3 separate regions of the Cyprinus carpio genome follow, and regions 1 and 2 are each linked to region 3. A link is a contact called in public Hi-C data. All regions are on one chromosome and are shown on one strand. The core of a region is the stretch at or near the end of the contact, and the rest is flanking DNA. Distances in the headings are between cores, read along the strand shown.

Evidence for each region. Hi-C and Micro-C count contacts between places; a contact is called where the count stands out from the background.
Region 1: a contact with region 3 is called in a Hi-C map of skeletal muscle, with 2.5 times the contacts expected there. The contact joins two enhancer-like sites. A contact is called at or near these places in 3 of 8 Hi-C or Micro-C datasets (liver and skeletal muscle).
Region 2: a Hi-C map of liver shows a contact between it and region 3, with 2.8 times the contacts expected there. The contact joins two enhancer-like sites. A contact is called at or near these places in 4 of 8 Hi-C or Micro-C datasets (liver and skeletal muscle).

The regions. Positions count from the first base shown.
Region 1 is chrA14:8,804,284-8,807,014 of ASM1834038v1, forward strand. No RefSeq gene overlaps it. Among protein-coding and RNA genes, the nearest start is that of egr1, 25 kb to the right of the region's middle. Within about 2 kb of position 1,343, at least 7 of the 8 cell types and tissues checked have an H3K27ac peak or open chromatin away from gene starts, as enhancers often do. A contact at or near this core is called in liver and skeletal muscle, where this site is marked.
Region 2 is chrA14:8,782,083-8,784,782 of ASM1834038v1, forward strand. No RefSeq gene overlaps it. Among protein-coding and RNA genes, the nearest start is that of si:ch211-175m2.5, 4.7 kb to the left of the region's middle. Within about 2 kb of position 1,434, at least 3 of the 8 cell types and tissues checked have an H3K27ac peak or open chromatin away from gene starts, as enhancers often do. A contact at or near this core is called in liver and skeletal muscle, where this site is marked.
Region 3 is chrA14:8,845,914-8,848,671 of ASM1834038v1, forward strand. No RefSeq gene overlaps it. Among protein-coding and RNA genes, the nearest start is that of egr1, 17 kb to the left of the region's middle. Within about 2 kb of position 1,303, at least 4 of the 8 cell types and tissues checked have an H3K27ac peak or open chromatin away from gene starts, as enhancers often do. A contact at or near this core is called in liver and skeletal muscle, where this site is marked.

The DNA of each region.
Region 1 (2,731 bases), core at 93-2,592, 42 kb before region 3:
CTTAATAATAAATGGATTAACATATAAAGAATTGTATTTTGTTGCGCTTAAGCACTGAAGTTCTCCACTTTAAACACACACATCCGGTATGTGATGTCAGTGTTGGATCTGGGAACGCCATTGGTCCAGAGCTCAGCAGGCCATGATGTCAGCAGCTCAGAGGGGGGTTGTGGTTGTAATGGATTAGTATGGCTATTGGTGCAGGAAAGTGCACATTAGGACGTGTGATGTAAGTGTGTGTCTACTAGGCCTCCATGAGGAAAGTCCTGTGTGGTTTGCTGTCAGAGGGAAATTGTGACGTGGCATTCCAATATTATTTTAATCCATTATTTTAAAGTATTTATGAATCATAGTATTTGTGGCATTGCATTTACTGATATGTACAGTTTTTTTTTTTTTTTTTTTTGCTGTTAAAATAAAATAAAATAAAATAAAATAAAATAAAATAAAATAAAATAATTAAATAAATGTATGAACTTTTTGTTAGTAATATTTCAAGATGAACACTGTACTAAAGCAACTTACGTCTACTTGATTATCCACAAAATATTTTATTTGTTTATTTTTTTATTTATTTAAATAATGTTAAAATATATCATTTAAATATCCATTGGTCTTTAGTGGAATGTTTATTTGTGTCTGAGTCAATCATCACTGTATTTGCAAAAATAAAATAAAAACTACAGAGGTTTTGATCAACAACAATTGAACAATTTAAACAATATATTATTAAGACATCCAACTTTACATAGATTTCCAAATTTATATATATATATATAAACACTTTTACATTTTCTTACAAACTGTTCTGGTTTTATATTGTAACATATCTACAAATGTCTGCCTAGTCTAAAACCCCCACACCCTGATCTCACATGTCGTTAAAATAACATTCTAACACACACACACACACACACACACACACACACACACACACACACACACACACACACACACACGGTCACCATTCCTTCACACAGCAGCAATCAGTAATCAGAAACCTCTGGCCTGCTTTCCACACACAGAAAAAAGGCAACTGCCAGAGAGGGAAAGAGAGAGAGAGAGAAAAAAAGATTTCACCAAGCCAGTTTACCAGGGCAGACAGCCAATACTGAGAAAGAGAAAAAGAGTGAAAGGGCAGGAAACTCCATACATAGCCAACAGGAAGACAAGAGTTGGGGAAGGAAGTGCCTTGTATGGTCACAAAGGTTTCCTGGCTGGCCGCGAGAGACCACATTTCTTTAGCTCGTTGGCTCCCTAAGCCCGTATCACATGACACACAGCGGGAGAGGAGAGATTTGAGGGCCTGGGCCACAGTGTGTGTTTGTGTGTGTGTTCGGCGCTCAGGCCACTCCCTGCTCTCCTGTGCTCCAGCCCTACTGCTCTGTTACGCAGCTCGCGGTGACTGGGCTAAGCTAAGCTAATCCTTCCAGCTCAGACTGTGGTTATGTATGCCTTAAAAAAAAAACAATCCCTCAACAACCACTCTGGCTGAGAGAGTCAGCCACACATTCCTTGTAGTCGTCTTTATGCCGTACACGACAAAACAAAACTATTTAAACTTAAGTGAGGAAAGTTCAACAAAATAAGGAGCAGATCCCACAGCCATAGGGAACTGCTAGTTAGAAGTGTGTGAATGCATTTTGATCTGCATTTCTGATAAAATACTCATTTGTCTGTAATATTTCATAAACGTAAACATCCCGTGATTATTGGAAGCGTGAGAGTCTGACTCGATATGAGGATTCAGGCTGTTTTCACACATGCTCTGAGTGTTTGGTCCGAAGTTCGATCCCACTCTCCTCCCCTCTTCTCCACACATCCCTATTCACACTGAATACAGGGTAAAGTGGGACACTTAAGAATAATAAGCATACGTGTATTTTTGTCCATTGCTAAAAATCTTAAATTCATCCTAAAATGTGGACTCCCACAAAATTTACAAAATAAATAAATAATATAAATAAATAAATAAAATTGTATTAATAATAATAATAATTTGCATGCACAAATAACTTAAGCACAATCCTTTGCAACATGGTTCAAAAACAAATCCAGTATCAGGTAAATGGGTGTATGCTCACACATGATTATAATTTATTTACTGTAGTGTGTTTTTTGATATTACATTTAATATACTTAAAATTTACTGAACTGGAACTTCTAAAAATGTATATAAATATATGACAAGTTTTAATAGAAATGACGTTAAAGTCATTATAAATGCTTGTCTGTACATTTGGCAGTACACTTATTTAACCATATTTTAAAGACAATGGGGTAATTATGAGTTCAACAAAATGCATTTGATATAAATTTAAACTGTAATACATTTTATACAACATGCAATTAAGTTTCTGAAAACAATACATTCAGTTCACACTTAAAATATGGTTATAAGTATATTATTTCCATAAGTATTTCTTTTTCACTGTATTTTTAGATATAAAAATACATTTCTTTTTGCAGTGAAGAGATGTATTTGCATTTATGCATTTATTCAGAAGTGAGAAATTATAAGAATTGCATGAACAACAGCAGGGACAGAAACTGTATGTCATAAATGGCAGTTTACTTTCATGATTAATGACAGGTTGCATTTATTGTGGACTGTAACATAGTTAAAAATAAAAATTCTGACATCAAATGAACCAACACACCAAAAGCAGGCTGTTAAAATCAAATTAAAGAGCCACAACTAATGATGTACATCAAAACATATTCTATATGA
Region 2 (2,700 bases), core at 184-2,683, 64 kb before region 3:
TTTTTTTCTCTCTCTCTCTCATTTCAAAAACACTGGGTGAACAAAGTGCCATAAATGAGTCCAAGTGATACAGAAGTGAGAAATGAAAAACATGGAGTGAGAAATAAAAAGTTAGAAGGTGTGAGAAAGAATCACAATCTTGGCCAGTCTTTTGCTGCTTTGTTCTAATCGTTTATTTTTTCTTTAATGCCACTCTTCCATCATTCCCTAGCTTCTGATCCGCCGTGGTATCATTTCCCCAGATGAATCACAGAAAGCTAAAGAAATGATGCTTCGCCTCGCCTTAGTCATCCCCCTCCCCCTCCCTCCGCTTCCTCTTGTGCTTTCCCTCTTCCCTCAATTCAAAAAAGAAAAAAAAACAACAAACTCTATCATACACAAACCTCAAACAACAATAATTCTAATGATCCTAAACCCTGAGAGTCTCATTGCCAACCGTACGCTGTTAGAACACAAAAAGAGAATTTTTGAAGAATCTTCATGCAGCTTTTTCCATATTTGTCAAGCATCAGAAAGCATCATAACAGCAGTCCATATGACTCATGTGCTAAATTCCAAGTCTTCTGTAGTCAGACAATAGCGTGTCTCGACAAAAAAAAAAATTGAACAAGGACAAATGCTTTACACCACTCACACTTACACAATTACCAATGACCAATGCTTGGTCAACGACCACACCTAATTCGACCAGTGCTGTCATGAGGTGCCACTGATTTCATGAAGATTTTCGACATGAGGGTGAATACACAAATTCCTATTAACTTTAACCATATAAAATAGCAACGACATAACCATACAAATTCCTAACTACATAAAACATGAGTTTGAAAACACATTATTTTGAATAAATTTTGCTTTAACACTAACTGTTGCTTTAACACTTAAATAACACATTATCCTTCCTTCTGTCTAGCTCTCTTTCCTTGTTTTTTTTTTTTTTTGGTCTCAACCCATCTATTGTTTAACAAACACAAAGACAACTGAATTCATGGTATTAACGCATGACATGCATCAACACAAATCTTAACCGTTCATTTTGCATCCATTTGCAAGCTCAAAGCAGAAAAAAATAATCAATAAACCAGAGGAAAAATAAACCAGAAGGGCTGAGGAGCAACGTTCATGGCCGCTGGATTTCAACACGTTCATCAGCGTATGGTTGATGTTTACAGTCTGGGTGTCGTCCTCTGCTCTGTCTCAATCCACTGTGCTGTTCTGAGACCTGTGGCTGCTGGAAGCCCAGACAGATGTAAACATGTCCTGACCGCATGCACTGGCCCCAGGCCAGCTGCTGGCATAAACAGCCTGGAATGTCAGTGCCACGGCCCCGGCTCCCTCTCTCTGGGTTTTTACACCCAGTTACACTGGCCCACTGCCACAAGGCCCACAAACCGGTCAATGTTAAACAGAATCACTTTATTTAAAGGCATCACACAAGAAGGTTGTGATCTGCTTATACAACATGCTTATGAATAGTACAAATGTTTATAAATGCTGTGAGTCAGCAACATTTGAGTTGAAATAACTGTTTATGAAAGCCCAGAACATAGAATGTGAATGCATTATGCTGCTTTCTCTTTAATTAAAAATCAATACCACTTACTTGGCACACACATACATATAAATTACAAAAAAATTCAGACATCCCCTCTACTTTTTATAAAGTTCAAAAAAGGTTCAGACAGCCTCCAGTCTTGGAGGTCATATCACATCTATATTTATATTGCACAGTTTGATCAGATACCTTATGGGTAATAATTTTTAAAGCATGATTGTGATATTGTTTTTATACAACAGTTTAATAAACAAGAAATGACATTTTAGACACAATCGTTTTTCTCAGCCAATGAAAATAGTTCCAGACAAACAAACCCACAGCATAATTGCATCTAATACCAACAAACAAAACCATATACCAAAAAACACTAAGACTCACTCAAAAAAATTCCATCACTTAATGATTCGATGACTCACTTATAAAGACTGTCAGCTAGGATTGCCACCTTCAGTGAGGCAAAATAACCCCCCCCCCCAAACAACGCTTTATTGTGCCATCCCAAAGAAGCACAAAATCACTTTCACAGACTTTTAAATTAAATGTTCCCTCCTGGTGGAATGACCTGCCAAACTCAATCCTAGCCATCTTCAAGAATTGGCTAAAAACACATCTCTTTCATCTTTATTTGACCCTCTAACTCTAGCTCTCGCTATTCTAATTTTGTTCTAAAAAAAAAAAAAAAAAAAAAAAAAAAAAAGCATGCCCCTTTTAGACTTGCACTCTATACATTTACTGCTTGTTTTCTTTAAAAAAAAAAAAAAAAACACTAGCTTCTCTAATCTTTTGGTATTCTATGTAGTTGTTTTCTTTTTATTTATTATACAATTAATAATAAAAAAAAAGTTTTAAGCTAACTCAGACTTGTTATAGTACTTGCATATCATTGCTCTTTTGTTGATTTTGATTGCTTCCATTGTCCTCATTTGTAAGTCTCTTTGAATAAAAGCGTCTGCTAAATGACAAAATGTAAATGTATATATTTATGATTAATATCAATGATAAATTAATAAATAGGGCCTAACATTAATAATAATATATTAATTTATGTTTAATCATGTCTAAAAATATAATAATGTCTACTAAGCTCTGATAAAGTATGGAATATTATATTAACAGACTATTCAAATTTTAATAAAATAGGC
Region 3 (2,758 bases), core at 53-2,552:
GGCTTCCATATGAGGGTGCATAAATGATGACTGAATTATCATTTTTATTGTAAAGCACTTTGGATCAACGGTGGTTGTGTTAAAGTTGTGCTTTATAAATAAAGTTTGACTTGACTTTGTGTGAACTATTCCTTTATAAAAACAAAGGCAGAAGAGTCTTTCAGAATAATTCAGTATGTGCTGATATTAGCCTCAAACATAGTGACAGCAGAGTAACACAGTCACCTCAGTCAGGTTCATTACTGCTGTCTGCTCACTGCTGCTGCTGCTGCTGCTGGAGGACTCTACATCTGGCTATTTATAGCGTGACTTTTGCTTTCTTTACTCGCAGACAATAAGGTCTAATCTGCTTTCTTAAAGGCTCCGCTGACCCAATGGCCTTTATTCATGTATAGACAACAGCTCAAAGGGAAGGGGATAGTAAAAGGGAAGGAGGGATGTGTGCTATGCGTGGCAATCTGACCCAACTGCTGCATATATTAAAATACACTACTTCAATAATTATCATTGTCTGTATGTAAAAATTAATTAGCTTGATAATAAAGCTAATCATTAGTGTTTAGTCTATGACACCACAACAGCACTTTTAATTTACTTTTAGACTGATTTAAACACACCATGTAAATAATTTTATGTCAAGAAGTAGTATGTAGAGGGTAACTGTAAAACTGTTTCAGTTCTGTACAGTCATATACCTTAAAGTCCAAACATAAAGTGGACATTTCCACTGTTATCAACTTGGAGAAAAGATACAGTTCACTGAACACGTTTACTTACAGCTGTCACACTGTATGGGGTAAATTGTCACAATGGACAACTGGAATTACTTGACCCTTGTTTGTGAAGAATAATTTCTGTTAGGTACTTTTCAAAGTAGACATTTTTTATTTAAAGGCTTTAACTATTCACCTCAATATATATATTGTAGATTTATAACATTTAAGTCAACATACAACCGAACTGCTAAGAAAACACATTTGTGTATTTGAACTTTTGACTCAAAACCATGATCTCTTGAGTTAACTTCCTCTACACACAATTTTTAGCATGACAACTCTCATGATTAAACCCATTTCCTAATTTCCATCACATTTCCTGTGATTGTCATGATCAATAAAGCATAAATTTAAAATATTGCATGTGTTGAAGCGCACCTATGCAGCTAGTTATAGAGTCTTCAGTTCTCTGAGTGATCAGACAGATTAACTAACATGCCAAATCTAACCTCAACAAACAAATCTACAACATGTTTTACACTCCCGGTGGTTAAAAACACCCAAACACCATTGTTTGAACCATTTATTTTAGTCTTTTGAAGCCCCTATATTTAGACACTGCGGCTTCAGAACAGCATGGAAAAGGTGACTGAATTTGTTTTTGCTGCAACATTTCCTGTGTGTCGCGAGGAGAGGAAAACCACATGTGCAGTGACGCTGCAGCTGAGAAGACAGAAAGGGCAAGTCAGAGGCGTGGAAAACTAGATAGCAGGAAGTAAAAAAAAAAAAAAAAAAAAAAAAAAAGAGAGCGACAAACTGAACTCAGCTCTTGTTTTATTAATCTGGTTTACAAAGAACACTCCCTTTTAAAGTGAGAAGCCAGAACCAAACAAGACAAGGCAGATTATGTTTGAATGGATTCAGAGAGTTACAAAAGATCATCTTTTTACTGGACATGCATGCAAAAAGAGAAAAGAAAACGTTCACTAAAATTGGTTACATTTATACTTAAAATTAGAAAAGAATTTGCTAATGGATTGAAAAAATACAGTTAATTCAATGTGAAAATAAGTCAGAATATCTTAAGCAATTTTCATTGACAAATTAATCTTATTTTAAGGATGTTAAAAAAACAAACAAACTGTGGAACAAGACAAAAATACAGAATAAGATGCTCCCTGTTATTTATTTATTTATTGGCAGCAAAATAAGCTACTATTTACACAATGCAGTTTCATGTCCTCACAGAACGTGACTCTTTCTTCATCTGCTTTTATTTGAAACAAGATTTCACCTTAAAAAAAAGTTAGCTGACCCCCATTAAACCCCATTGAAAATGTGTGGAATGACTTGAATACTGCAGTCCACAAACACTTCCCATCAAATTTAACTGAACTTGAGCAGTTCTGCAGAGAAAAGTGGGCAAATATGGCAAAGTCTAGATGTCCAAAGTTAGTAGAGACAAATCCCAAAAGACTCAAGGCTGCAATTAAAGTAAAAGGTGGTTGCACAAAATACTGACACAAGGAGGTGTTCCTTTTTCCAAATTAGTGATTCCCTTTTATATATATCTATATATACAGTTCTCATTATTAACTATTAACTATGATTTTATTTTCCTTAATAAACTCCTATTTTGCTGCTTATTAACAGTAAATAAGGTAGATATTCAGTTTAGGTATGGGGTTGGATTAAGGGATTTAAAATATGTTTATGCGGAATAAGACATTAATATGTGCTTTATAAGTACTACTAAAAAGCCAATATGTTAGTTAATAGTGAGAACTAGTCCTTAAAATAAAGTTTTACCAAAATATTAGTTTTTTTCTACTTCAAAATTTAACCTCAATGTGTTACTTGCCATTTCTTCATAATTGTGAAATGTACCAGCAATTTCTCAGTGAAAACTGTTTCTACGTCATTTTTATTTCGATGTAATGTATTTTTTTTGTCCTTTCAGAAATTAGGAAACAAATCAGGTGGCTTGGTGTCTCTAAGTAGAAAAAAAGCCAGAGTGAAACTGAAAGAAACGTGTGTGGTTG